7 separate regions of the Mus musculus genome follow, and all the other regions are linked to region 2. The links are chromatin contacts, called in public ChIA-PET, Hi-C, HiChIP or PLAC-seq, Micro-C and promoter capture Hi-C maps. All regions are on one chromosome and are shown on one strand. Each heading gives the region's core, a stretch centred on a gene start, on an enhancer-like site or on the middle of the called end of the contact. The rest is flanking DNA. Distances are from core to core; before and after follow the strand shown. Region 1 overlaps Abr (active BCR-related gene). Region 2 holds the start of Ywhae (tyrosine 3-monooxygenase/tryptophan 5-monooxygenase activation protein, epsilon polypeptide). Region 3 holds the start of Smg6 (Smg-6 homolog, nonsense mediated mRNA decay factor (C. elegans)). Region 4 holds the start of Timm22 (translocase of inner mitochondrial membrane 22). Region 5 holds the start of Hic1 (hypermethylated in cancer 1). Region 6 overlaps Abr (active BCR-related gene). Region 7 overlaps Abr (active BCR-related gene).

What was found. Promoter capture Hi-C pulls out the DNA fragments that hold promoters and counts their contacts. Hi-C and Micro-C count contacts between places; a contact is called where the count stands out from the background. ChIA-PET counts read pairs in DNA pulled down with a chosen protein or histone mark. HiChIP or PLAC-seq counts read pairs in DNA pulled down with a chosen protein or histone mark.
Region 1: a promoter capture Hi-C map of embryonic stem cells shows a contact between it and region 2, with 3 times the contacts expected there. The contact joins the enhancer-like site here to the promoter of Ywhae in region 2. A contact is called at or near these places in 4 of 39 promoter capture datasets (the C10 cell line, HPC-7-derived erythroid cells, embryonic stem cells and 1 more), 1 of 484 Hi-C or Micro-C datasets (CD8 T cells), 6 of 115 datasets of contacts at active chromatin or transcription factors (effector CD8 T cells, embryonic forebrain, large pre-B cells and 3 more) and 2 of 9 other capture datasets (adipose tissue and liver).
Region 3: a Micro-C map of embryonic stem cells shows a contact between it and region 2, with 9 times the contacts expected there. The contact joins the promoter of Smg6 here to the promoter of Ywhae in region 2. A contact is called at or near these places in 3 of 39 promoter capture datasets (liver and pre-B cells) and 1 of 484 Hi-C or Micro-C datasets (embryonic stem cells).
Region 4: a contact with region 2 is called in an RNA polymerase II ChIA-PET map of memory CD8 T cells, with 47 read pairs. The contact joins the promoter of Timm22 here to the promoter of Ywhae in region 2. A contact is called at or near these places in 15 of 39 promoter capture datasets (the 3T3-L1 cell line, 3T3-L1-derived adipocytes, the C10 cell line and 10 more), 1 of 15 datasets of contacts at CTCF or cohesin (pro-B cells), 4 of 484 Hi-C or Micro-C datasets (B cells, the G1E-ER4 cell line, cortical neurons and 1 more), 19 of 115 datasets of contacts at active chromatin or transcription factors (the 230-238 cell line, the NIH/3T3 cell line, the SCID.adh cell line and 16 more) and 3 of 9 other capture datasets (adipose tissue, embryonic stem cells and liver).
Region 5: a contact with region 2 is called in a Hi-C map of regulatory T cells, with 6 times the contacts expected there. The contact joins the promoter of Hic1 here to the promoter of Ywhae in region 2. A contact is called at or near these places in 4 of 39 promoter capture datasets (hippocampal neurons, liver and pre-B cells), 3 of 484 Hi-C or Micro-C datasets (embryonic stem cells, hematopoietic stem and progenitor cells and regulatory T cells) and 2 of 115 datasets of contacts at active chromatin or transcription factors (memory CD8 T cells and pancreatic cancer cells).
Region 6: a contact with region 2 is called in an H3K4me3 HiChIP or PLAC-seq map of embryonic forebrain, with 2.4 times the contacts expected there. The contact joins the enhancer-like site here to the promoter of Ywhae in region 2. A contact is called at or near these places in 5 of 39 promoter capture datasets (the 3T3-L1 cell line, the C10 cell line, embryonic stem cells and 2 more), 4 of 115 datasets of contacts at active chromatin or transcription factors (embryonic forebrain, memory CD8 T cells, pancreatic cancer cells and 1 more) and 2 of 9 other capture datasets (liver and pancreatic islet).
Region 7: a contact with region 2 is called in an H3K27ac HiChIP or PLAC-seq map of epiblast stem cells, with 3 times the contacts expected there. The contact joins the enhancer-like site here to the promoter of Ywhae in region 2. A contact is called at or near these places in 10 of 39 promoter capture datasets (the 3T3-L1 cell line, the C10 cell line, HPC-7-derived erythroid cells and 7 more) and 2 of 115 datasets of contacts at active chromatin or transcription factors (embryonic forebrain and epiblast stem cells).

The regions. Positions count from the first base shown.
Region 1 is chr11:76,482,058-76,484,757 of GRCm38.p6, forward strand. All of the region lies in intron 3 of Abr (active BCR-related gene), which reads right to left. Among named protein-coding and RNA genes, the nearest start is that of Timm22, 76 kb to the left of the region's middle. Within about 2 kb of position 1,299, at least 152 of the 459 cell types and tissues checked have an H3K27ac peak or open chromatin away from gene starts, as enhancers often do. A contact at or near this core is called in CD8 T cells, adipose tissue, embryonic stem cells and 2 more, where this site is marked.
Region 2 is chr11:75,731,620-75,734,506 of GRCm38.p6, forward strand. Ywhae (tyrosine 3-monooxygenase/tryptophan 5-monooxygenase activation protein, epsilon polypeptide) reads left to right here and starts at 1,268. Exons shown (of 6, transcript NM_009536.4): 1 at 1,268-1,472. The coding sequence starts at 1,409.
Region 3 is chr11:74,924,496-74,927,195 of GRCm38.p6, forward strand. Smg6 (Smg-6 homolog, nonsense mediated mRNA decay factor (C. elegans)) reads left to right here and starts at 1,359. Exons shown (of 19, transcript NM_001002764.2): 1 at 1,359-1,508. The coding sequence starts at 1,421. Srr (serine racemase) reads right to left here and starts at 1,453. Exons shown (of 9, transcript NM_013761.5): 1 at 1,124-1,453.
Region 4 is chr11:76,405,640-76,408,396 of GRCm38.p6, forward strand. It overlaps Timm22 (translocase of inner mitochondrial membrane 22), which reads left to right and starts at 1,504. Exons shown (of 4, transcript NM_019818.5): 1 at 1,504-1,803. The coding sequence starts at 1,566.
Region 5 is chr11:75,168,882-75,171,581 of GRCm38.p6, forward strand. It overlaps Hic1 (hypermethylated in cancer 1), which reads right to left and starts at 1,374. Exons shown (of 2, transcript NM_010430.2): 1 at 122-1,374. The coding sequence starts at 638.
Region 6 is chr11:76,448,803-76,451,619 of GRCm38.p6, forward strand. All of the region lies in intron 16 of Abr (active BCR-related gene), which reads right to left. Among named protein-coding and RNA genes, the nearest start is that of Timm22, 43 kb to the left of the region's middle. Within about 2 kb of position 1,254, at least 91 of the 459 cell types and tissues checked have an H3K27ac peak or open chromatin away from gene starts, as enhancers often do. A contact at or near this core is called in embryonic forebrain, pancreatic islet and stem cell-derived neural progenitor cells, where this site is marked.
Region 7 is chr11:76,428,793-76,431,690 of GRCm38.p6, forward strand. All of the region lies in intron 16 of Abr (active BCR-related gene), which reads right to left. Among named protein-coding and RNA genes, the nearest start is that of Timm22, 23 kb to the left of the region's middle. Within about 2 kb of position 1,414, at least 56 of the 459 cell types and tissues checked have an H3K27ac peak or open chromatin away from gene starts, as enhancers often do. A contact at or near this core is called in epiblast stem cells, where this site is marked.

The sequences.
Region 1 (2,700 bases), core at 49-2,548, 750 kb after region 2:
GTCACACAGGCAAGGCAGCAGGAGGAACTAGGAGGAAGGCACAGCGTGCTCCCATGCCCAGGTGAAAGGATACAGGGGACTTCCCTTCAGATGTGACATAACATCTCCATCTAATCCAATGGACAGGTACAAATTGCCTTGGAGCCCCAAAGCCACTCATCCTGTGCCTTGGCACAATCCCCAGGTGGAGGGCATAAAGGAAAGAGGAGAACAGCTCTGGGAAGGCCGAGACTTCTCAGAAGCGACTGCTGGGGAAGCACACACTGGTCAACCTCCGCCGAGACAGGCCCAACAGCCCTGCTTCCTCCTGAACTTCCCACTGTCTGTGAAAGGGGAAGAAAAGCGCTCTCACCAGGGCCAGTCACATGGGCCAGCCTGCCTGAAACTTTCTCACCAGATGAAGGACTGACTTTTTTGCTCTCATCTCCATTATCCATGGTGAAGGGGGATGGTCTGGCTGGTCCTTAGTAAGTTACTTTTTATCTGAAGACTCACATACAGGCTCAAAGGCCAGGCTCCTCTCACTGAGCTTGAGCCAACATTGATATTAGGACCAGGGAGCTAGCACATCAGCTACCTCCGTCCTCCTCCCTGGTCCAGCTTATGGCAAGGATTAGAGAGAAGCTGTCAAAAGAATTCTTACAGAGAACCCCTGGGTGGTCTCAACTCCCACCCTGGGAGCTTCACTTAAAGGTGGGAGTTAGCCAGTTCTGCCCTCACACAGTCATGTCTGCCGTGTCCTCTAGCAAAGTAGCCTTTCGAAACAGGGGAAAGAAATCTGCCCACTTCCTCTACCTCCTACCCCTGAAGGCTTGGCCCTGTCAGGCACATTTACTATCGCAGCCCTGGTTACTTCTTGGCGCTCACAGAGGAGGTGTAGTTAACCTATCACATAAACAAGCAAGCTGAGGTGCCCTAGGACTATGAACTCCGACAGAAACAGCCACAGTGAAAGGCTAAGAGAAGGTGGCAATTGGGCTAGCTGTGGCAAACTATGACCCCAAGGTGGGATGGGCTGTAGGCAACAATCCACACTTACTCACTCGGTGCCTGTGCAGAGCTACAGCCCATTTAGTTCTCTTTCTTTTAGAGCCCCAGCCCCTAAAGCTGAGCTCTCAGACCCCAGGAGTTACAGAAGCTCACTATTCCTTCCAGAAAGTTACTAAACCTGGCCCCTGGGTGCTGGCCGGGGAACAGAGGCCCCTATGTGGCTTTCCTGTCTGTGCAATGTTTCTGCCAGTGTGTACAGTCTTAAGTACATAGGCCTAGTCCTTTGCATACCAGGAAGTACTGAGGAGAAAAGAGACACTTTGCACTGAGAAGTCAATTTCCATTTTTAAGTCACTCCCTGGGGGATAAGGGATCTGTTGTTAGGAGACAGTGGGGGAGAAAGCCAGAGAAACAGTTTCACCTCTAAGCTGGACCACCCAGGAAAAGCAGAGCTGGGCCTCAGGAGGGCTCCTGATAAGCGGAGGGAGGGATTGAGTCCTTATCTTTGAGCTTTATCCTCTGAGCCGGAGGCTGGGGAGGGTCCAGCCCCACCCCCTCCCTAGGCCTTCCAGCAACAAACCTTCCTACCAGCCTCTCTTCCTTCTGAGAGGCCAGAGTGAACAAGTTGGGAGTGGTAGGGTGTGTGTGTGAGTGTGTGGATGCGATCACACAGTTGTGCCTGTGGGGTAGAAGCTCTTTAGGAAGGCACATCAGGGAAGCTCTGCCCTGGTTCCTAAATCTATCTCTGTCCAGAGGAGAACATCTGATGAAGGAAAATGGAATGTGAGAGGCGTGTCGCAGCTCAGGGGTACCTCCTCCTCCTTCTTTGGGGTATCTGGGGGAGGGGTACTGACAAGAACACAAAAGCCTGAAGCTTGCTGCTGAGATTATAGGCATAAACCACTATACTTGGCAAGACACTGATTTTCAAACCCACTGTCACCAAGAACACAAGAAGCAAAAGCAAGAAGACAGTTCCAAGTCTGGGCTCAGGCTGATCTACATAGCAAGACCCAAAACAAAACCAAACTCTCAAAACAAAACCAAAAGGAACACAGGAGCCTAAATCTGTCTCTGCTCAGCTCAGGAGGAAACAGTAAAAATGCCAGGTAACACTGAGGCCCTTCCCAAGAGCTGAATACAATTCACTATCTTTGCAACAGTCCCACACAGAGAGTACTACTTGTGAACCCAGCCTATAGATGGAAAAAATGAGGTATGGCACGATCGTCTCACTTCATGAAGGCAAGGTGTGAAGTGGGGCTCTCAGTCAGGCATCTGGTCCCTTTCAGATCTGCATTCTGCCAGTGATGCAGTTTTGGTTACAGCACACCCCAGGCCTGTCTGCCTTTTATCTTTAGTAGCCTGTACAGTACTGGGTCCCAAAGGATCAACCCAAAGCGGGAAGGTACCAACTCTCTTGCTACCATCAGCTACCTATGGTTATCCATGCTCTGAAAACAGTGTGTCTGCACTCTTCAAGGCAGAGGCCAGAGGCCATGTTACATGACTTTGCTACACGACTTTCATTATGGTATATGGCCACCATCGCGCATGTTCATTATTGTTAATATCTTATTGTACCTAATTTGTCTATAAGTTTGTATTCTTAATAATAATAAACACAGTATATCTAGGATTCAGTACTATCCAAGGCATTGCAGGCATCCATTATGGGTCTTGAAATAGATTCTCCACAGAAGGGAGACA
Region 2 (2,887 bases), core at 18-2,517:
GTATTTTTAGTCCAGGATGGCCTGGAACTTGTGGCAATCCTTGTCTCTGCTTCCACAGTGCTGGAATTACAGGCGTGAACCACCGCTTCAGTAAGTACGGAATACTTTTCTTAAGTACAATTATGACGATGTCACCTTCCACTCAGAATCATCAAAACAGCTTGCCCAGATAGGACTATAACTCAGTGGCAAAACACACGGTGGAAGCTGTGGGGGTCAGTCTCCAGCGTTTGGACAAAACAATTCCTGTCCGTTCACAGACTAAGATGCAAACCTCTGGGCGTGTGACCTCAGGCCTTGATCCCAACCTTTTGATTTCACACTCATTTTGAGGCCCTTTTTCTGCATGGCTCAGCAGCAAGCTGATATTGAGTATAAGATGTTGAAAATCCATAAGGAAGCAGACTAGGCGTGGCCATTGCAAGTGAAGCAATCCCCATGGAGGATTATTTATTTCTAACTCATCAATGTCAATTTGCCCTTACACACCTCAGGTGCACCTTGCACTCCAAGTGAGGCAAGCCACTATGTCTCCTTTTTCCCTCGAGTGAGGGTTTCCCTTAACTAGCTGAGATTGACCACTTTTTCTTTTTTCTTTCTTTCCTTTTTTTTTTTTTTGAGATGGGGGTTTCACAATGTAGCCCTGGCTGACCTGGAATTTGCTTTGTAGATGGGACTTGATCCAAACTCGATCCTTGCGCCTCTACCTCACTAGTGTTGGAATTAAACACACTCACCTATGCTTGAAGCAAAACCAGAGATTTTAAACAAAAGTCCTATCTACGATAGGCCAAAGAGATAAAATATGGCTGGAGGGGAGAAGAAAATGCTTAAAGTATGGAAGCAAGGGAGATGATGATGCGTGAAAACTCGAGCTTTCCCTTCTTGTCCTTGTCAATTCTTTAAATTGGATGAGAAAAATGTGCTAGAATGCACAGGGCCGGTTGATCTTCAACGAGGAAGGCCTGCCGTAGCAAGAACCCATCAAGCCTGTCGCTCTGTCCCCCACAGGCCAGCCCGCGGTCGCCCCGCACGGGCTTCTGGCTAACTCCCCTCCCGCAGTCTAGGCCGACCTCGCCTCCAGCCGCTCCAGGGGCCGTTCTCCGTCGCAGTCGCAGTTCCCGCCTCGCCACAGGGCCGCCCGCTGTGCCGACGGAGGAGGGGCGTCTGTCGCGCTGGTTCCAGCCTTTTCTGGCGCCGAACTCCGGGATCCGCCCCCCCCCCCCCCCGCGCCAGTTGCCAGGGAGCGGTTGCCATAGAGCTGAGCAGTTGTCCGCGTGCGCAGGCGGAAGTCCCGGATTGAGGCGCCGCCATTTTTCCTGCTCGGACGCGGAGCGAGAAGCTGAGAGAGTCGGAGACGCTATCCGCTTCCATCCGTCGCGCAGACCCTGCCGGAGCCGCTGCCGCAATGGATGATCGGGAGGATCTGGTGTACCAGGCGAAGCTGGCAGAGCAGGCCGAGCGATACGACGGTGAGTCGGGGGGGTGTCGGGGGGCTGGAAGTCTCGGACCCTCCGCCGCCGCCCACAGAGGCCGGGAACCGGAGACAAAATGGCGGAGCCGTCTCGGAGCCCGGCTTGGGACGTGGGTCGGGAAGCAGGCCGAGGCCTGCGGGCTCCCGGCGCGGTGGGAGTCCCCGGGCCTAGGGATTTGACCCCTCCGGTGTCCTTAGCTTGCAGGCGCTCGCCCGCCAGCAGGCCGGGGCGGAGGGTGGAGGAGTTGGTTGTAAAATGGCGGCTGGAGGGGGAGGGCGAGTCCCCGGGCGGGGGAGGGGGGAGGAGATGGCGGGTGCCGGCTCCCGGCGTGCGATCCCCACGGGAGCCCTCGGGAACCGCGGCGGGGTGTGGAGGAGGACACTTGGGTGGGGCGATGTGAGGAACGGTACCGGTCGCTCGGGAGAGGGCGGCATCGAGGAGCTGTAGCGCTAGGCGCCTTTCGGGGAAATATGGCGGGTGGGGGCGGTGGCTTTTCCCCTGAGGCCCAGTGTGGGGCGGCGGCCGTGGAGCCTCACAAAGGAGAAGCCTCTGGAACGGACGGCTTCTCGGGGCCGGCGGTGGAGAGGAGTCTTCTGGTGAGGGTGGAGTGTTTGGAAATCACTGCAGAGCCTCCCTCCTTGGGTGGAGGCGAGCTGAGATGCTGCGATTGGATTTCTTCCTTTGGGCCGACACACCTTGGAGTTGAGAGTTTGGGGGGCTTTTTAGCCTCGCCTTCTTCCGGGGAGGTGCAGAACCTCACTCCTACCCCGTTTGTTCTTACCCAGGATATCCTAAAGTTGCTGCGGGTTTTTTTTTTCCCCCTTCTGTCCCCATCCTTCATAGGCACGGAGTTCTGATGGCTAGAATACAGGAGACCAGGCTTGCCAGGATTCCTTAGTACGAATTTCCCTTTGCAGAGTCAGTGCCTCAGTTTACCCGTTTGTAAAATTGACGACTGTACTATTCACACTCGTCATTATGAAGTATGGAAAGACCTGCTGAGAAATGGTTAATTCAAATAATGTTTAGTAGCACTTTGGGTTGACAACCCAAGTTCGGGTGGAATGCATGCTCTTCCTTGGCTTGGGGAGCTTTACCTATTTTGAGCACTCAGTTGAGGCTTGGGGAGTTTGAATTAGGAATGTAGAAGATTGTAGTTTTTCTGTTTTATGATTTCATTGTTACATGATTGGGGCTCAAACCCAGGATTGCATGCAAGCAAGACAAGTGCTCAAATACTGTGCTACACCACAGCTCTGTTTTATCCATTTTAAGAGAATGGTTTTATATATATGTATATGTGTGTGTGTGTGTGTACACACACACACACAAATTTCAATAGTTACTCTTCTGTTAATTTGACACACACACACCCCACCTGCAGGTGATGGAGACTAGACCCTAGTACATGC
Region 3 (2,700 bases), core at 109-2,608, 810 kb before region 2:
TTTGACAAAAACTGCCATTTGTTCTGGCCACTCTAATTAATTATACCCATTCATTTGAGCTGTTGACTATTTCTCAGTCATTGTCTTTCTCTCTCTCTCTCTCTCTCTTTTTTGGTTTTTCGAGACAGGGTTTTTCTGTATAGCCCTGGCTGTCCTGGAACTCACTTTGTAGACCAGGATGGCCTCGAACTCAGAAATCCGCCTGCCTCTGCCGGCCCCTCCTCCCCCAGTGCGGGATTAAAGGCGTGCGCCCGGCATTTTTCTCTTTTGATGGTGAAATATCTGTCACATAACAGGAACTGTATGAGTACTATCAAATATTTTATACTATGATCAAGGCATAACTGGTTATTACTTTTTGAGGTCTAAAGGGTCAATGACTGTGTGAGACAGGGAAGAAGGAAAGACTGGAGAAAGGCAGTCTTTGGATAGGAAGTTTCTCCACCCCACCGTTTCTAATAGGAGTTAATGGTCAATGAGCTTAAAGTACCCATCTTCTAGTCTAATTAACTTTTTGCTTCCTTTTTGGGGGACAAGGTCTTCTAATATGTTGCCTTGATTAGCCTCAAATGTGCTATGTTGCCCAGGCTTGAACTTGCAATGCTCCCACCACAGCCTTTGAAGTACCGTGAATATAAGAATGAGCTATTTTTACCAGCATCAGTAAAAATTTAAAGATGTAAAGATGGGAGAATTGACTTGAGTACTAAAAAAGTAATTTTAAAAAATTCTCAATGCTAACAGTAATTCCCAGATCGAATAATTTCCTTCTTTTTTTACCTCCACACAACGACCTCCAGCAAGTCTTAGGGATGAACTGTCATAGACTTTAGTACTCTGGTACAATCAAACGATACACGGAGCAATTTACTTCTTCCACTCTCTGAGATTCCGTTTACCAGTAATGGGGATAATAATAAAAGATATTTAAACTCCACAATCCAGGCCTACGGTAAGGAGACTTCGGCCTAAAATGATCGGAGGAGGCCGGGTTGTAGGATGTCTCCGTCAATCCGAGCCCCAGATCAAAAGCAGTGTCCTCGGTGGTCACCGCAGCAATACTGGCATCCCTAGACCCGAATGCCCACCTGACATGGGCGAGTCACACCTGGCTGCGCCTCACCTCGCCTCCAGAGCGCTGCGCCTCCACCTCCGAGCCTCGGCGGACCGTCCTAGCTTTACACCTCTGCGCACGCGCACACGCCGTCTCCGCGGCCGATTCGCCCGCTCCGGCAAGGCCCTAGTTGAACGTGCTGAATGCTTTTGCTCCCAGTGCGGCCACCGTCGTTTGGGGAGGGCAGGCAGGAGGGGGGCGGGGAAAAGGGTGGGAGTGGGTGAGCGCGCGCCGCCCGTCCGTCGTGGTTTCCTGGCTGCGCGCGGCGGTGGCCGAGTCGCCGCAGCTGTAGCAGCCGCCGCGAAGATGGCGGAGGGGTTGGAGCGTGTGCGGATCTCCGCATCGGAACTGCGAGGGATCCTGGCCACTCTGGCTCCGCAGGCCGGGAGCAGAGGTGAGTTGCGCCGCCCAGCTGCTGGGCCGGGCCTGCCCGCCCCGCCTCCCTCTCCTCTGCCTCCTCCCCGCCCCGTCCGCGGCGCTCCGAACCCCCGCCCCTTCCCCAACAGTGCGCCCGGGCCTGCGGCGGCCCCTGGGAGACAGCGAGGCTGTCGCTCCGCTCCCTCGGGCCCTCGGGGCAGAGCCCAAGCGCGAGTTTCAGCCTCCGCCCTCTTGCTCGGCGCGGCGCCGTGGTTGTTCTCCGGTGCCCTAACCCTCTCACGCCAGCGCCTGAGTTCCAGTCCGGAGGAGACACGAACTGGCTTGGGTGCTAGGGTCCGGTAGAGGCCCCGAGACGTATTGTTCCCAAAAGAATAGTCTGTGTATGTGTACCTTTCCGTAGTCCTCCGTTCCGCGTCGGAGAGGAGGAGCTGGGGAAATTGAGGAGAAAGGCTTAACAGGCTAGGACTTCCTTTGCTGAACTTACCCCCCCCCCCCACCCCCCAAGGCTGGTTTCTAGTGCTAGGCCACTGGAGGGATCCAGGACCTCAGAGAGCTGACTCGGTTTTGTTTTGGTCTTGGCGTGTGTGGGAGCAGTTGTGATCAGAGAGAATGCTTAATTTGCCAGTCTCCATTCGCATCAGAAAAGCGCGAGAAATATTTTGGTGTCTGGTCTCCTTCATTAGCCAGTGTTGCTTAGGATGACAGTTACAGAAGATACCTTCTCTAGGATTGTGGCTAGAATTTGTGAGGTTGGTTTTTATTGGCCAACTGAATTGGATTAACCAGGCTGTTTTCTCTCTCTCCTCTGGAAAATAGTAGTCACCACCTCTCCTGGCTCCGCCCCAAAACTAAGTTTAAAAGTTTACTCAGGGTGCTGAGGTTAAACGGCTTTATCTTGGTTCACATTTGGTGGAGAAGCTAAACTTTTGCCAAGGCAGCAGTATCTTTTATTTTGTGTTTGTTTTTCTTTTGAGACAAAGTCTCACCTTGTAGCCAATACTGGCCTTGAATTTACTGTGTAACCCAACCTGGCCTTGAGTTTGGATACTTTTCCTGACTGAAGCCTTCAGAGTGCTGGAATTATATGCATATGCCACCATACCCAACTTTCAAGTCAGAAACCTAAAATTTTAGTTTCGCCCCCACCCCATCCCCCAAACAAAAGTGGGTATAGATGCAGGTGTATAAATACTTGGCTACCAGCTTGT
Region 4 (2,757 bases), core at 254-2,753, 670 kb after region 2:
CATTTCCTGTGGGTGCTTAGAGATGTTTCTGTGGATGATCTGAAGAGACGGGCAGGAGGCAAGAGATTAGTTAACAGTCTAATGACTGGGCAGTGATGGGAGGTAACAAAACTTCCTTGGCAGTGAGCATGAAAGCAAAGGGATGGACTCAAAAGACAGGTGTGTATAAGCAAGAAGAGAGTGATTCACCCAGCCAGGAAACAGGAAGTGCAGGTGTGTGTGTGTGTGTGTGTGTGTGTGTGTGTGTGTGTGTGTGTGTGTGTGAAAGAAGTTCTAACTTCACCTGTAGCTCCTAGTTACTCTCTGCTGTTGGAGGACATTAATCAAAGCCCCTTAATTGCAAAGTCATCTGTCCAGGATCTGGAGAAATGGATCAGGAGTTGAGAGGGCTGGCTGTTTTCCAGAGTTCCTGGGTTCAATTCTCAGCACCTATATGATGGCTCACAGCCATCTGTTAACTCCAGTCCCAGGAGATCTAATGCCATTTGCTGGCCTCCCAGGTACTACGTGTACTCGGTCCACAGACATACATTCAGGTAAAGACTCGTTTGAATTAATTTAAAATAAATAAAATCTAAAAATAAAGTCACTTGTCCAGTACCCACTGTGTACAACAAACCGGTCAGCTAAGCAGTATCTGTTGGCACATACCTTCTACCAGCCATAGGGCTGTGACGTTTTTCCATTGTTAACCATAGTTGTATGCAACTAGTATGTATATAATACTCTATACTCAGCTTGCTCGCTCTCTCTCTCTCTCTCTCTCTCTCTCTCTCTCTCTCTCTCTTTTCTTAAGCATAGTTTCTCTGCGTAGCCATGGCTGCCCTGGAACTCACTCTATAGACCAGGCTGGCTTCAAACTCAAAGATCTGCCTGCCTCTGCCTAACTGATTTAACTGATTTAAGGCTTGCTAGACCACCACTCAGTTCATTTGTTGGCCTCCTTCTTTATTCCTTAAAGGCTTAATAACTATGTAATAAAATACATTTAGAACATATGTATGCCATGTTTCAACACTTACTTACAAAGCGCGTACATTCGATCTCAGAATACCAACCAGCCTGTGGTTCTAGTGAATCAGGTAGCTGCATCACTGCTGCATGGCTTAGAAACAAAGCAGACACGCGCGTCCCCTGCTGCAAGCTCAACGAACTGCAGCCTAACAGGAGCCCGACCGCTCTTCAGCGGCTTCTCAAGAGTTTTCAAAGGAAGTAGCATGTCCAGTGAGCACGCACGGCTTTCTGGGAAGTGTAGTCAGATGTTCGAGTTAGAACTACAAATCCCGGCACGCACCGCAATGGGGCCCCTAGTTGAGGGGTGTTCTTGAGATATTGAGTCTTGTCTGATTGCTTTTAGCAATGTCTTACAAACTTGGCAGCTGTTTAAAGAGGCGTTGAGGAAGCACGATAGCTCCCTCGACGCTGATGCATAGGCAGACTTTGCTTCTACACCTTCTTCAGTGTGGCGAATCTGCCGTTGTCGTCACTCTGGCTGGACGCCTAGGTAAGCGTGTGGAATCGGCTGTGGGAAATACGAAGTGAAAGGTACTAGAGCCCCTACGGTCATGGCGGCTACCGCCCCCAAGGCCGGGGGTTCAGCTCCTGAGGCAGCGGGTTCTGCCGAAGCTCCGTTGCAGTACAGCCTTCTTCTTCAGTACCTGGTGGGCGACAAGCGTCAGCCCCGGCTTCTGGAGCCTGGCAGCCTGGGCGGGATCCCGAGTCCTGCCAAGAGCGAGGAGCAGAAGATGATCGAGAGGGCAATGGAAAGTTGCGCCTTCAAGGCTGTGCTGGCCTGTGTAGGAGGTGAGACGAGGCTCGAGGGGCCCTTGGGATGCTGAGGGCTTGAAGAGCCTTAGGATTCCTTATCAAGACAACGCGTTTAGGAGGCAAGGAACCTGTAGGTGTCGACCTTGATTGCACCCGGACTTGCTCCTTGAACCCGGAGATGTCTCTCTTGACCCTGGGGTTAACAGTCAGGGTATGCAGGATCCTAAGTAGTTGCTTTCTGTCGTTCGTTTGTTTGTCATTTCATTCATTCATTCAACATGTTGTTACTATGTAACTGTCATGAGCGGACAGGAGCCCTGAAGGTCTAATATTAGGACCCAGAGAGAATGCTGTAGACACATAGGGAGTTGCAAAATTGTCCTTAAGGCAGAAGTTTGGAGCTTGGAAATTATTGCTGGGTGGTGGCGGCCCAGGCCACGGGGGTGGGGGTGGGGTGGGGGGAGGGGCTGAGACAGACAGGCAGACAGACAGAGCTACATAGAGACACCCTGTCTCAAAATAAAACAAAAAACAATGAAGACCAGTATGATTAGACAGACGGGGTGGGGCTGGGATAGACATTAACAACCCCCAACACACACACACACACACACACACATTCACATTTTGAGGATTTGAGAATGTACAGCATATTTAAAACAGACGGGGTGGGGCTGGGATAGACATTAACAACCCCCAACACACACACACACACACACACACACACACACACACACATTCACGTTTTGAGGATTTGAGAATGTACAGCATATTTAAAACGTGCAGGTGAAAAGGTTAGGTATATTTGTAGATGAATTCAAATTTCATTACAAATGAAAAACATTAGCCGGGCAGTGGTGGCACACGCCTTTAATCCCAGCACTTGGGAGGCAGAGGCAGGTGGATTTCTGAGTTCAAGGCCAGCCTGGTCTACAGAGTGAGTTCTAGGACAGCCAGGGCTACACAGAGAAACCCTGTCTGGAAAAACAA
Region 5 (2,700 bases), core at 124-2,623, 560 kb before region 2:
CCCCAAACGCCAGCCGCGACCCGGGCGCCCACGCCTGAGGATGCTCCCGAGGTAGCCGGCGCACGAGGACCAGATTGTCCCGGGTCCCTTGCCCTTCCCTGTCGCCAACTCGAGGACCCACCTGGGGGGCATGTCGGAAGCCCCGGGCCCGGCTGCCGGCGGATCCAGGGGGGGACGTGGCTGCAGTGCGCTGCCCTCCGCCCGCCGGGCCCCCGGTCGGTCTGTCTTGCCGGTCCGTCCTCCCCGCGTCCTGGTCGCGTCTCAGCCCCTCCGCGCTTTCCGCACACTCTTATCTGGAGCGGCCCGAACCGGCAGACGCTGCCGCGGCCATGGCGCCACCTCGCGGCCACGCGGGGACTGTGTGCGGCTGGGCTGCGACCTCTGGCGCACACCTGGGCCAAGAGGCTTGCAGATGCGGAGCTGAGCAGATCTTGCAGGTTCGCGCGCTTCCAGATGTGCCCACCTGGAGACTCAGATATCGGACCTGGGAGTCCCATAAACCTGGGGGTTTTGTGCTGAGTGCTCCCGAGTACATATTTATATGTTATATCGCGCCAATTCGGGGGGGGGGAGGGGAAGGTTCTGTCTTCAAATGAGGAACTCTTAAGCCAGGGATGGTGGCGCATTCTTGTAATCATCCTAGCATAGCACCCAGGAGTTGGAAGCAAGAGGACCAGGAGTTCAAGGTCAGCCTCTACTACCTGAGACCCTATCTTAGAAAAGGGGTTGGGGTGGAACACTACGAACAGTATTCTGTGAGAGGGCGAGCTTAGAAATCCTAAGTGAGATGAAGGTACATACGTTCGGAGCAGGAGCGGGGCGGCTTTTATTAGACATTTCTGAACACCATTATTCACTTGGACTCAGTGGAGAGAGACACATTCCAACTCTCCCTCAGACACATGTTATCAGTATGCACATCATAAACCGTCCACACTCAAACTCTGTCCAAGCAGTGACAAGGGCGCGCCATGTTTACACAGACCGCCCACCCCCTCCCGGAGTCCCAACTTCTTGGGCTACTGCGGAGGCTACTACGTGAAACGGGGTAGAGGTCCTACCAAAGAGCCCTCCCCGAACTTGCGGGTCTCCAGAAGGACCCTAGAGCCCTCCATTGGAAATAGCTGGACAGAGCCCCCTTGCGACGTGCCCCTCAAGTCCCCAATCCCCCATCTAAGCAGTTTTGAGGGATCTTAGTTTGCCCCCCCCCAATACACCATTCGAGAGATATCACGAGAACGGGCGGCTTGAGACCCCCTCAAAAAAAGATCCTACACGCCACACAAGGGAGAGCTCATTCATGTTGGTGACTCCTCTTTTAGGAGGGAGGGGAGCGTGCACCAGCTCTTGGGTGCTCACCGGAAATGTCCCTGCATAGCGGGGCGGAGGCATAAGCACCGTTGCAAGCACCGCGCCTCCGTGGCCCACGCTCCGCCTCTTCCCCGCACCTCCTGACCCCCGCCCACGCTATAGGGGGGGTCCCCCCAAACCGCCCACAGCTTCTTATTGGCTGCGCCATCCTCCGTGGCCAAGCCGGAGAGGCTGGGGCTCAGAGTTACTATGGTAACCAATGAGGTTCCCGGGATCTCATCTCTCAGAGGCCTTGGAGAGCTTAGCAACCGCGCGGGGCGCAGGGCGGGTGGGGGCTACGCTCGCCGCACCCCACGCTGTCTTCGAGCCCCCACTCCCCCGCTTGAGGTAGTGGCTGAGTCACTCGCCCGGGGCAGCCGGCCGGGCCTCTAGCTGTACCAGTGAGACACCAAGGTCTTGGGCGCCTCCTAGAGGCTGCGTTTCTTTGGCAGGAGACTTCTATGCCTGGCCTAGGCTTCTGGTCCAAAGAGTCTTCAAGGCTCACCAGGTTTCCGCGACAGTGTGCTCCGCCTCCATCTAATCCACTTACTACTTCGTATCTCCGTACAGTGTCCATACAAGACAAACACTGCAGTCCCACGGTGGACTCCACAATTTCTGAGCTCTAGGAGAAGTGAAGAGGTACCTTGGTATCTCTGTCGAGGGATACGCCTTGGGGCTGAAGCGGAAGTGTAACGGAGCGTTTGAGGATAAGAAGGCTCCCCAGAAGTGCTCTTAGGGATGAGTTTTGACAACTCTGAGTTCTCCCACAAGCAAGGGTGTCTCTGATGTCTCTGTTTTAAATGTTTTCTCCTTTTAATGGGGTTAGATCGTGCGAGTCTGGAGAGAAAGCTCTGTATGTGTTTTACACAATGGAGTTTATCCGCTGGTTGACCCATAAGGAGGTCGGCTGGGTCTTCAGTTCCTTCTTGTTCTATCCCTCTCCACCGACTCAAGCCCTTGTTGTATCGCTATGGGGCCAACCACATAAACCTTGCCCAAGTTTCACTGTGTACTCCCCTCCCCTCCCCTCCCCTTCTCTCCTCTCCTCTCCTCCACGCCCCACCACCACCACCACCACAGTTTCAAGTCTACGGCTAGCCTCGAACTCACAAAGGCGTCTACTTCCCACGTACAAGGATGCGCACCACCATGCCCCTCCTCTTAACTTTGCTTTCCCCTTCTTCCTGAGCTCCTCTGGTCATCCTGGTGCAGCTTCCTCCTCTCCGTGAACGCATGACGACCCCATTTAGAGCCCGGAGACAGAATCGGGCTGTTTTGGAGGACCTGTTCCATATCGTATTTGCCTTTAGTCTATTCTGACTCCTTTAGAAAGGAGTCCCAGCTACA
Region 6 (2,817 bases), core at 4-2,503, 720 kb after region 2:
GCACTGTAAATTTCCCCCTCCCCAAATTTATAACCTGCCTGGCTCTTTTCCATGCATTCTACCTCTTTCTAGGCACACTATGCTAAAGTGTTTTGCATCCGGAGGTGACACTACTCCAACCAATGGCAATCTGAGGCTCTTGTTATGCCAGACAGCAAGACTCCAGCTCCATCACCAGGCCTTTAGCCACGTCAAGGCCTTTCAAACCTGGGCTGCAAGACTTCTTGATGAAGGCCTAAGATATACAGAGGACCAAGGAGACAGCATAGCATTCCCTGCATACTGTCAGCAGAGGCACTTTGGGCTCAGTGTCCCATCTGTGAAGCAGGACAAAGGGGTCACCTTCCATGCAGAGCTGTATCAGGATCACATCAGACAGCACTTGGGTCTGAGCTTCTCAGAGCACAAATACTGGACACACATGGCAGTGACCAGTGCTACCATTTGTCTGCACTGATTATAACACACAGCCCTGCCTCCACTTTCAGATGCGCTCCTACATCATGGCTACAAGAGAGCAACCCATCACAGAAGCAAACGCCTAGAGCTCAGACTCCGGGTCCCCTCACTGATCCCAGGCTGGGCTGAGTAGAGGCATCCCCCCACCCCCACCCCATTGAGCATCCCTTAGGTCCTACCTCCTCTCCCACCAAGCTCTCAGGACCCGCTGAAGGGAAGCAGCAACCTGGGTTGCAGAATTAGGTAGAACTCTAGACACCTTAAACATGTGGCAGCTATGGAAACAGGCTGTCCTACAGCTCCGTGGGGCCTGGCCATGTGGGACTGTCCAGTGCAGACTATCCATCCAGCCTGGCTGTCTCAGTGGCTCTGAGGTAGCTACAGTGCAGGGCTTTAAGAGCCACGTCACCCCCTCCCCAGTGCCCAGGAGATGGTGAGGTGAATCCATGGCTCATAGCCCGGGTTGTGCTCAGGAGGCTGAGTGCTAGAGAACTTCAAAGGCCTCCTGAGGCCCTGGGCTCTGAGCTGCCCACTCACTGGCCTGGTCGGTCGGCTGGCAGCTGGGACGTTTGTGTTTCTTTTAATATCAACTCTCAGGCATTTAACATTCTTCGAAGCTAAAACCAGAAACATTTTCCTTAGCAGAATGTGCTTTCGGCTTTGCCAAATACAACCTGGCAGCCTCCCCTCCCCCGAGACCTCCATCTGCTCCTGTCTCCAAGAGCTGATGATTTATGGTATTTCCTCTGGGCCTGAGCAGCACCGTGAGGGCAGAGGGAGCCGGGCTGCCTGCCATCCAGGGGGAGACTCCTGGCCCTGGGATCTGAGTGGAGAGAGGCAGGGGGCCGTAGTGCTCACAGAGCTGGCTGCCCTGGTCACTCTTACATTTTACAGCCATCGATGGCCCAGGCAGCGTGGCAGCTTCTTACATCGCTTGGCTGCTTGTCTGCCAAGGCTGGCCAGGCCAGCCTGGAACTTGTTCCCTGCTTATTGCTTGGGCCTTGACCAAGGCCATAGAGGTGAGGGTTTTGCTACTTAAGAGGACATGTGACAGGGATTGGATTCAGAGAGCTTTCTGTCATTCTTATTTCCGAAACAATGAAGGGCTGGCACGTGGTTGCCTAGCAGCACTGTCTCCCTGGTGACAGCACCAATGAACAGGGTACAGGTCCCTCAGCATCAGGAAAGCTGTGCTTAAGAACATGAGGCAGATGGCTGGGCCTCGACTGGAGGGTACCACCCCTCTATTTAGATACTGAACCCAAGACAGGTGGGGGATGGGGATACCCACACACCTCCCAGTGGCACCAAGTAAAACACCAGAGAACAATCAACACTATCTTAAAAAAGAACGCAGTGGTTACAACCCTTAGAGGACCCAGGATTTGTTTCTAGCACCCTCCATCCTTAACTCTAATACCAGGGGGTACAACACCTTCTCTGGTTCCGCCGGCACCAGTCACACAAGCAGTGAATACACATGCATGCTGGCAAAATCCCCATAAACATGAAATAAAAACTAGTATTAAAAAAGAGTGACACATGGGGCTGGAGAGATGGCTCAGCAGTTGAGAACACTGACTGCTCTTCCTGGGGTCCTGAGTTCGATTCCCAGCAGCCACTTGGTGTCTCACAACCATCTGTAATGGGTTCTGATGCAATCTTCTGGAGTGTGTCTGAGGACAGCTACAGTGTACTCATATAAATAAAAATTTTTAAAAAATCTTTAAAAAACAGAAAAAGAGTGACACTCCCTGCCCAGGATGAATTTGGTATGCATGTTGGGGTCAAAAGTTAAGAGACCCAGAGCATCCATGCCTGCCACCCAGCCTTGTCATTATCTCCCTTAAGTTCATGGTCACAGAATCTGCACACACTGTGTCTTAAGGGTGAGCCACACAAGGCGCCAAGCAGCAGTGTGAATGGCTCCATGCTAAACATTATCCCTCAAGCTTTCTCGAGAAGATAAGTAGATAGCAGCATTTTTCAAAACTGGCACAATGCCTCAGAGATACAAGTGCACACAGACCCTTTCCCTCATTTCCATCTTCTGGGCACCAGGAAACACTGAAACACGTGCACTCACTGAGGCTCTGACTCTGTTGATATCCTTTCCCTCCCCTCCCCACCGCCAAGACAGTGACTCCCATCACAGGTGAGGACAGTACAGGAACTTGGAGCCCGGCAGCCCTGCTGATCCTAAGCCCTTGTGGTAGAATGGCAACCACTGGGGCACATGTGACTCCCCTCTGTCTCACACCCATAGCACACACAGCTCATTACAAGCATCTACATCTCTTCCTGCTTATGACAGCCTCGTGATGCTTCCCAACATAGCATCACATAGAAAACCACCAA
Region 7 (2,898 bases), core at 164-2,663, 700 kb after region 2:
ATGACACATGTCCTCTACCAGACAGCTAGCCCTTCCCTTCAGCGTTCTGGGAACGATGACTATGTGGCTTCAGCTTCTGGACATGCCCTCATGTGTATTGTTCAATCTTCACTAAGAGGCCTACCTGCCTATGAGCAGCTGGGGACAAAGTCAAAACCAGCCACCCCCTGGTCTCAGTGGAGAGAGAGACAGAGGTAAGAGCATTCTTCAGCACACAGTGCCCTGGGATACACCCAGTGGCTCAGTGGGTGACACACACCACCAATGACAATGCTCAGCAGGGCTCCAGGCCCCCACCTTTGAAAGTGAAACCCCCTTTCTTAGGATACCCCCTCTACCGCTGCCACAGCACTGCAGGGCAGAGGCTGGGAGGAGCTCAGCCTCCTGTACAAGCCCCTGACTTCCTGCCCTCTGCAGCTGCTCCTACCAGCCTACCATTCCTAGTCTACTCTGCCTTTGGCCTGCTGAGACTGAGACCCGCCACTGCCCTCTTCTGGAAAGGTACAGACTCTCCTTAGCCTGTCTCTCTTCAAAGTCTACAGCTTGTTTTAGAGATTTATAAAAGTGAAATGTTCTTTAATAAATGTTCTTTAAATCCAGCGTGCTAAAGCTGCTGTGCTAAGAGGCCACACAGGGGCGTCACATGACTCAAGGGCCTCAGTAAAACACACTGCTGATAGGTTCCAAACGAAAGGTAGCCTGGAGTCTGGATGCTCCTGGAGATCCTCTACCCAGTTAGGTACCATGTGTGCTGTGGGTAGGATTCCTAGGACTCGGATACCAAGGGCCACGGTGGTGATCTTGGGTTGCTTTAGCTTGTCTTCCCAAGTAGTCACAGGCTTAGGGTTGTATCCTCTGGGAAACGAAGCCAGCCTGTCACTGGGACACGCCACAGGCCTGAGAGGCACAGCAGGGCAGGCAGTCTGAAAAGGGATCTGCCAAGAGACTGCCTCGCCTTCCTGCAACAGGGCACTTAAGATTCTGTCAACGTGGCTGCTGAGCTCAGGGAAGGGCAGAGGAACAGGCCTCCATCCTGCGTTCCAGCTCAGCAACTGGGTCAGAAAAGACCAGGGTCAGGATCAGGAAATTGTCACCTCATCTTTCCAGTGGCCTGGCAGCCTTACTGTAAAAGCCCAGCCAGCTCTGACTTTCTAGCCCTCTGCCCCTGGAACAGGTACAGCAAGCAGGGCCAGCCAGGCTGCCCTGAAGGTACTCTGTGGCTGCAGTTTACCCCTCTCCTCCCAAACCAGCCACAGATGGGCTAGGCTGACTCCCTACTCTAAGACACCCGGGTGAGGCCCCTTTGCCTCTGCTCCCTTCCCCTCCCCCTCTCAAGAACTCTCAAGTTCCCAAGGTCCACATATGGAAGGGGTTTAGCAGCTCTGGATGAGGCTTTTATTGAAGCCAGGTTAGCTTCTTAGCTCCACAGCAACCTGCCTTTTCCAGCGCTCCATCCAGGGCCTCGGCCTATACTGAGTAGACCACACTCATGGGCTCTGGCTGGGCATGGCTGAACTTTAAGGAGAGACAGACAAAACTCAAAACTGGACTGCTTCTGGCCTTCATCTCTCCCCAACCCTGCGGCTCTGCCAAGGCCTTCCCCAGCCTGGGGATTTTACTGTAGGGCCGAGCTGCAAGTGAAAAGCAAGTATTTTACCCTGCCTTTGCCCAGGGCCATGCTGGGGTCAGCAGGGCGGTAGCAAGGGCAGGGGCAACAGCCCAGTCTGGAGATGGCCAAGGCCAGAGCAGCAGAGGCAGACCTCAGCTGCCTGAGGCAGTAGGCATTCCAGGATCCTTCCATCCTGGCTGCTACTGGAATGTGAAGGGTCTAGAAGACCACCACAGGCTCAAAGGCCTTGACTTGCAACAGTTTGATAAGAATTATAAAATCTGAGCCGGGCATGGTGGCACACGCCTCTTAATCCCAGCACTCGGGAGGCAGAGGCAGGCGGATTTCAGAGTTCCAGGCCAGCCTGGTCCACAGAGTGAGTTCCAGGACAGCAAGGGCTATACAGAGAAACCCTGTCTTGAAAAAAAAAAAAAAAAAAGAACATAAAATCCTTTTCTGAAACTGACTTTACCTCCCACACTGGCCAGGAAGATCTAGGTAGAGATCCCACTGCTAGTGAATATGGGGATACTGGCAATTTACTGTATAGCTCTGAGCAGACTCACCCCCCAAGCCTTGCATCTGCTCTGAGTCTCATGTCCACACACATTATCAACAGCATCCCTATGCCCTTTGAGACACAGTGTCCTGGGCCAGGTGGCATACCCTATCCACGAGGCAGCTGGGTAGGAACCTGGAGCTTCCATGAGTTCCTATCTAGGTTATCCACTGACCACACAACCCTGACAAATGGATTTCTGAGAAACAGCCTCAGGGCCTGAGCAAGTGCTGGGCTTCTCCTCAGAGGCCATGTAAGTGAGGCAGCTGGTAGAGTGAGAGCCTATATATAGGGTCCAAGCTGTCTGGATTTAAGAACCAGCTCCTTTGCTAAGCACCATGTAACATCATCTGGGTCACTCTCTAAGCTTCCATTCCCTCGTATATAAAATGGCACTAGCACTTGCCTCACAGACTGATGCCCGGTACCCAGGTCATGCTCAAGACACATCAACACTATGAAATTGTGCCGAAAGGCTCTAATGGCTTCCTTCTTGATGCTGACCAGTCCTTATGCCTTCCACTTTGTCCCCTCCACTCTGCATGGCCTTCTGCTCTTGAACACACCTCTCCTAGAGCTTCTGCCACGTAGGCTCCTTTGTCTGGACTTCACTGTCCCCAGATCTTTTGTGGTCAAACCCACGAAAGTTCATCCTTTAAATTACCAAGCGGGGCGTGGTGGCGCACGCCTTTAATCCGAGCACTTGGGAGGCAGAGGCAGGTGGATCTCT